Regions from separate parts of the Gossypium arboreum genome. Here region 2 is linked to region 1. The links are chromatin contacts, called in public Hi-C maps. All regions are on one chromosome and are shown on one strand. Each heading gives the region's core, a stretch centred on a gene start, on an enhancer-like site or on the middle of the called end of the contact. The rest is flanking DNA. Distances are from core to core; before and after follow the strand shown.

The links. A called contact is a pair of places that touch in the nucleus more often than the background predicts.
Region 2: a Hi-C map of leaf shows a contact between it and region 1, with 7 times the contacts expected there. The contact joins the promoter of LOC108461391 here to the promoter of LOC108464471 in region 1. A contact is called at or near these places in 2 of 5 Hi-C or Micro-C datasets (both in leaf).

The regions. Positions count from the first base shown.
Region 1 is chr13:31,758,290-31,762,161 of ASM2569848v2, forward strand. It overlaps LOC108464471 (protein SPIRAL1-like 1), which reads left to right and starts at 1,648. Exons shown (of 3, transcript XM_017764786.2): 1 at 1,648-1,806; 2 at 3,336-3,590; 3 at 3,696-3,872. The coding sequence starts at 3,345. The coding sequence ends at 3,782.
Region 2 is chr13:32,302,589-32,306,460 of ASM2569848v2, forward strand. It overlaps LOC108461391, which reads left to right and starts at 1,725. Exons shown (of 7, transcript XR_001867733.2): 1 at 1,725-2,142; 2 at 2,240-2,310; 3 at 2,395-2,570; 4 at 3,203-3,311; 5 at 3,392-3,714.

The DNA.
Region 1 (3,872 bases), core at 398-2,897:
ATTTACATCCATTTAATTATATTTAACAGATTAAACGTAAAATTAAGTAAATTTATAATTAACAATAAATTTATTATGTTAATAAAATTATGAAAAATTCAAACATGATAATAACAATCCTAAAACTTGAAGTAAATATTAAAAATTAACATTATTACTTTTAGGTACCAAAATATAAAATTTTGTCAAATAAAAATATCAAATTAGAAAAAAATACTAATTATCACATAGATTTTTGGATCGAAATTGCTTTCATTTTATAATGAATTATAAAATTGTTGGAATTTCACTAGCTTAAGACGCTTTATCGATGTTTGGTGATATTTATATTATTAAAAGGATAATCGTAACGTTTGTATATTTGGTATAGTACTTTTCTTGAAAAATACTTTTCACAATTAAATTCAGAGATGAGAGTCAAATTCTTAAACATAAAGCAAAACTCTTCTAAAATTATTATTTTTAAATACACTTACTGTAACAAAAACTGTTAGAAACATTAACAAAAAACTGTTCCATCCATCCACCACACAAAAAGTAATATTAGAAGGAAAGAGAACGGCACCGTTTTCACAATCAAATGCGGTTGCACATGTAATGCCCGGATAAGGACCCCACCCCTGACCCTTCGCTTATAATCTAAGCTACGACTTCCACTCCCACCCATTTTTTGGCTCATTCCACTATAAACAATTTCATACTGCCCAACACTTTCCATTTTTCAAGCCATCAAATTATCATTTTCCTCCTTCTATTATATTTAATTTTAATATCTAGTCTTTTTTAAATTACAGCTTACAACTATAAATATTTATCATCATTAATTGAATAATTAAGCCAATATCCCATTAACTATTTGGGCATAATTTAACTTTTTATTTTATAATCTCACCAATTAATTTAAATAGCTAATACAATCGAGTATTTATGTTAAAATACTTGTGGATTTTTCTTAAATACACTCTTTAACTCATTATGCTAACATGGTTTTTTTGGGTTTTATGTAAATAACACAAAAATAATAAAAATTTATGAAAATAGCATGAGTTAAAATTAATTATAAAAATAATATTTTTTATAAAAATTAACTTAATGGATTATATAATTATTAAAAAATTGTAATAAAATAAATAAAATGATATTTTAATAAAAGGAGTCGCATATCACCCAGGGATACCCTATTGTAAAGACATTTTCTTTATTTTTATGTTATTTTTTGCAATAATATTAAATTTGTTATTGTTTTTACTATTATTAAAATATAGATTTTGAAAATTTCATTTCAAAATTTAAAATAAAAATTAACATAAAATTTTATTTTATTTTATAAAGAAATAAAGTTGAATTTTTTATTTTATTTTTTACTTTTATTTATTTAAAATGTAAAATAAAAATTAACATAAATTTTTATAAAATAAATTTGAAAAATTAACATAAAAATATTAAAAGGAAAAATTGCTAGCGTTAGATAATGACATTATAAAATAGAAGGTCAATTTATATTAAATTAAAATGACTGAATATAGTAAAGGGACTAAAACTGAAATTTAACCGTTTAAAACCAGATTTGAAAATTTGAAATCGTGGAATGAGTAAAACTTAGCAGTGAAACATTTCGTTTAAAATTTCAAAAAAACATAATAATTTTAATTTAAAAAAAAAGTAATTTTGAATCATTTTCTATATAAGAAACGCTCGCATTTCGTTTTCCTTTTTCAGTAGGCAGCTGCTGTTACTCTCCTAACTCTCCAACTGTTGTTTCCACTTCCTCTCTTCCAGATCTGAATCGCAAAAGGGAATTTTCAGGTAATTTCAAAACCCTAACCCTAGATCTTTATTCTTCTCTGCGTCTATAAGATTTTGTGTTGTGTTCACTGAGTTTGGCCGTCAATTTATTGATTTTAACCATTTTTTTTCACTATATCTGGTTTGATGTTTATTTTTTTCGCTTTGGCCGCTGTTCGTTTTTATGCTTCATTTGATTTGTTTAATTTTTGTCGTTTTGGATGTGAAGTAGGATGTCAAAAGGTTTTGGATTGTGACGTTTGTTTTCTTCTGATTCGTTGACTGTGTCGATGTTGTAAGCTTATTATTCGATTGTTTTTAAGCTGGAAATGATTAGGTTTTCTTTTTTGCGTTTATGTTCTATTTAATACTTATTATATTGTAAATTCTATGAAATTATGAGATATGTGCTTACCGGCTAGTGCTTTTGTTTCATTGAAATGATACCTGGAACGAGGATTGGTCTGGTACAAGGAACAAAAACAAGAAAGCAAGTCGATGTTTCTAAACACCTAATTTGATAGGGGTAGTCTTTTCTGATTTGCTTTGTTGTAACGACAAATGATTTATTGGAACGGTGTTTTAGGGAACCTATATATATATATATAGTTCTTGTGTTCACAAAAACTTATAGTTCTAAATAAATTAATTTTTAAATTTGTGAATTTTTTGTTTTGCTCAACTCATTTATAATAAACCATATTTATTAGGATTGTTAGTTTTACTGAATTGGATCGCTAGTGCTCCCAAATTGAGTATGTGCTTACCAATTAAAAAATCACTAGGGAGATAGCGATTTCTGTTAATAGTGTTTCTCTTTATTTTATTAATGAGCATTTGTTTTATGATCACAGTAGATAAATCTTCATTTCTGTAGTTGAAAATGAAAAGGGGATTCCATGGCTAATGGAATAAAAAAGAGTGTTCTTTGATTTGATTGGGGTATTATATACTATAATCCTTTATTTTTATTGCACATTTGGAACATGCCTGACAAATGTTTAGGATTTTAACTTTTGTATTGGGATTTGTTGAGCTACTATTAAGTAGCTAGGACGTATGATGTAGGTTGCACTATCATGTAGTGGATCTTCTTGATTTGAGTGGGATGTTCTAAAACTCGAAATTGAACTGTGAAAGAAAAGGTGACAATTTAAAAACAACAAAGAGCCAGTATGTTATGATGGAACAAATGTTTGTGTGACCTCACAATGTGTTGTGCTATCCTTTATGGCTAAGCATTAGGGAATTTCATCGAGTTTTACTCTTTTATTTTTGGGTGGGGGTGGGGGTTTCACAGGATAGAAAGAATCTTGTTTGAAAGTGTTATTAAAAAGCTTAGCAGGCTATCATTGCATTCTAGAACATTGATGAGGGTTCTCTCAATATGCTTGTTTTGCTTCCTGTCTTTTGCTTGTCATGAACGACGTAGTTTAAATCTTTTCTAGTTGTATAATGTCAATTTATTTATACTCAAACCATTTTCTTCTGCACCTGTTGCTTCTAGATTCTTACTTTGAGCTATTTGTTTCCTCCCTTTTCTTGGTAAGTTGAAAAAGATGGGTCGCGGAGTTAGCAGTGGCGGTGGGCAGAGCTCATTAGGTTATTTGTTTGGTAGCGGAGAAGCTCCTAAACCAGGGACAAACAACTCCCAAGCTGCTCCCGCTGAAGCACCAGCTGTCTCCAAACCTGGCCCTGCTCCTGAACCAGTAGATATTTCCAAGCAAATTCCTGCTGGTATTAACAGTATTTCCGCAAACAATTACATGCGTGCCGATGGTCAGAATACTGGCAATTTCCTTACGGTATAGCCCACTTAATGATTTTGCTTTAAGGTTTTTAATTTATAGAATGGTTACTTGTCACTGAAATCGTATACTTTCTAACTAGTTGTCTTTCCATGAATGCAGGATCGACCTTCCACCAAGGTTCATTCTGCCCCTGGAGGCGGATCTTCTCTGGACTACCTATTTGGTGGACCTGGAGGTAGTAAATGAGATTGTGCCTTAATAACATCTAATAACATCTTTGATAAGGGAGAGTATTGTTTGTTGATTTGGGGGAAGCAGTAAAGCTGTGGATGAAAT
Region 2 (3,872 bases), core at 475-2,974, 540 kb after region 1:
ACGTCCCAAGCTTATTTAAAGTGCCTTTGGAACCTTGTTTAGATTGATCAAATTTAGCAAAATAGATTTGCTTTAAATATGTGAGATTTGTTAAAGAGTTTTTAGGGAGAGTTTTTTAGAGAGCTTTTTTATTTGGGATATTTGGTTTTCTTTTGGGATTTGCTCTTTGTATTCCGGTTGAATACTCTCTATCGTTATACTCCTTTGTTTGTTGATTAGTGAAAAGCCGAAGCCTCTTTTGTGTTTGTTCTTTTCCACTTTTACTATCTCATTAGTTATACAAGTCGATCCCCAATAATATATTTATTGGTATGCCTTTATTGTTCCTATACTATTACCTTTTAAAACTTTTTATTCAAGAAATTGGATAGGGACTTTGCTAAAAAACAAATTAAATCTTTGCTGAGCAATGTTATATTATGTATTCATCTTCACTTCCCTTTTTCTTTGAATTAGAAGCATTTCGAACATTTCTTTTTCTATAATATTTTTTAAAATATATATTTAAATTTAACTAAAATAAGTTCCAAACTTTTAATTTCTAACTAAACATTAACGCATACTTATTTGAAATAAAAAAATTAGTAAAATCAAAGGATAAGAGTTTTATCTAAATACAAAAAACAAAATATAAGAACTTTATTCGAAAAAAGTGAAATGTTTAGGTTTTTATTTAAAACGAAAGAGGAAAAATAGCCGTCTTTTCTATGCTTAAAGATCTTGCCCAAAACCCTATCTAAAAATGTTGTTCACGCCTATTGGGCCGGATGGGCTCACTGGGGATGAAGATGTTTATTTTCCAATTACGTGGTGTTCTTCTTCTTCTTCTTCTCTAAATAAAATTATGTTTTCATTAAAACTTTCATCCCTTTAATATACAATTTATCAAAATTTGGTTCTACTATATGAGGATCAAAAGTTTATTTAGTTATTAGTAAACACATTAACTTGAATTATTGATTTTACTATTTTATTACATATAAATTTTTAAATATTAATTTCATGCATATAAAAAAATAAAAAATAGATACACTAACTTTTCAATTTTGGTAATGCAATTATCAGAAAATAATATTGCAAAATTGTACACGTTTTAGGGCCAATCTTATCCAGTTAATAGTGAGCTGATTTCTGAATCTACTAGAAAAGCAAATTGGGCTTCAACCTGAATAGGCTCAAAAATAACAGTTCAATATATGAAGTTGAGTTTTATAAGTAGAAAGGTTAATGGGCTGAGACCTAAATCTAAAATATTTTCATGCCCAAACTTAACCATTTAGGCCTAATCAAATGGCCCATTTTACCGTTTGAAAAATGATAAAAATTATTTAAATTTAATTATAGAATATATAAATATTAATATAAAATTACTTTTATATATTTTTGTTATTTATAAATATTAAAAGGAGTCAACTCAAAATTGAAAAATACAAACTCAGGCGTCTCCCAAAATGCATTGAATTAATTAGGCCAATCAAATCAATCAATCCATGAACACCTCTTGAGCCATAATACTCATAATGGACCTTACAACAAGAATTTAGTCTATTAATATTTAATATATTTAACAAGAAAGTTCAAATGTGCAAGACTCATTTATAAAAAATATTATTATTTATTTTTTACAATTAAGGGTGACTACAATATAAATATTTATTTTTTAAGGTAATATTTAAAATTATTTGAAAATAATATATTTTAATACACTCCAATACATCTCTTCGTTATCAAAAATTCTTATGCCTGTTTTAATAATAGAAACAAATGTTAAGGCTTGAAGATAATGTACGAGGGGTTATGTTGGCATGTCTTTAGAGAATAACAGTTAAAAGCGCTGCTATTAAGTGTAAGGCAGCTGAAGAGGGAGCGGGTAAAACAGAAGAATGAGCAATAGTAGAATTATATTTCGGTCTGTGTTACGAAGCTCTCGAAGGCCTTCCTTGGGCTTCGCCGCTTCATCCTTGTCTTCTGCAAGGTTCTCTCCTTTACCTCTTCCCACTGCCCTTAACCCTCCTCCTCCTTTTGAACTAAAATCCATTTCCTCTTTCACTTCTTCCTTCACTCGCCGTCTATTCCACAACACAGCCTCCGTTCACAACAAAAACGAGAACCACCAACAGGAAGAAGAAGAACTGCGTTTCTGTTATTCCTTTTTTCCTTTCTTCTGCTGTGCATACCAAGTGTTTGATCAGAGTTCTGTGTCAGTAACCGATTTTTTTGAACTTCTTGGTTTGAGCAGATGGAACTGCTGAAGATGATGGAGAATTCACGGATGAGTGGGAAGAAGAGGATGAAACCGTCGAGCCCAAGGTATGCATTGTTTCTATCTTATTGGATTTCTTTCCTTGCTTTTGATGACGGGTCTTTTTATTTTATGTTATTTTATGAATGTAGGTTGGTGATGGAGGGGATGGTGGTGGAATTGTATTGCAAGGTGTTCCTTGGGGTGAATCTGCTCTCTCTATAGCCCATGATGCACTAAAACTGTTTAGCGATGACATTAAACTTTATGCTTTCAAGACTACACCTCGTGGATACATTTATGTCAGACTTGACAAATTGTCAGATGAGTAAGTATTCTTCCTTATGGATCGCTAACAAGCTGGAGAAACTGAAGCTTCTTTCAAGAACCTAACTAATAGCTGTCATTTGATTGTTGCTTTTATCTCTTATATTTGTTCTGGAAATGAAAGGCAAACAGCATCTCTGGTAGTGAATGATTTGAAGAATATATATCTTTGTGAGAATGAAATACATAGCTTTACGTTTACAAACTTTGGGAGGGGATGGGTTGCACAAGGCTTGAACTCCTATGGTGCCAATGTACAACAACCTTGCTACTCCAAATGTGGCTACATCTTCAGTGTTTCATTTTAATAATTTTTTCGATTTCAGTAATTAAGATTTCCTTTTAATTCATTGCTTTTTACCATTTGTTTTTGGAAGCAGAATGTAAGTAGCAAATGAAGTAACCTAGTAGTCTAATTTATTGCGCTTGACCCAACTCATTTGGTATCTGATGAAAAAATTAGGAAAAATGGGAACACACTTAGAAAAAGGAATGAATTGTACCCCCTTTTTTTTCTCTTGAAAAGTAGAAAACTTCCAGAGGAATTATGCAGTCATCTTGTGATGTAGCTTGGCACTTGAAATTGAATCTCTGGGGTTTATAATATTAAAAGACCAATGCTCCTTTCATCAGATATGGTTGTCCCAGCATGGAGGAACTGCAGAGTTATACTCAAGAATATAAGAAAAGATTGGATGAAGCTGGAGAACGAAGAGAAATACCAGATGATTTGGCTCTTCAGGTAATAAGTAGCTAGTTCTTTTGTGCTGAGTCTCAGATATGTCTATATTCCGTATCCTAAAACCACGTTTTGTTTTGAAGGTATCATCTCCTGGTGCAGAGAGAATACTAAAGGTACCAGATGATTTAGATCGGTTCAAAGATATGGCTATGAGAGTTTGTTATATTGAAGACGCTGGGTCTAATTATACTGAAAAGAGTGGAGTCTTCTTACTAGATTCGGTCGAGGAAGAGAACTGTGTATGGAAGTTGGCAGAGGTGAAGGAGAACAGGGACCCCAACAGCAAGGGTAGACCATTTAGTCGTAAACAAAAGGATTGGAGATTAAAACTGCCTTTTGACAAGCATAAGATGATAATGCTGTACCTCGAATACTAAACAAACAACAGACGACAACTTTGAAGGTATGAAGACTTCCTTGGCAGTCTTCTTAGTAAGGTTTCTATATGTAAAACAACAGTTTTGGTAATTTCAGTATCTTCCACATAGAACCTTTGCAAGCTTATATCGTATCTTACCGGTAACTATCAGCAATTACATTGGATCACTTTCTTTGTTCCCA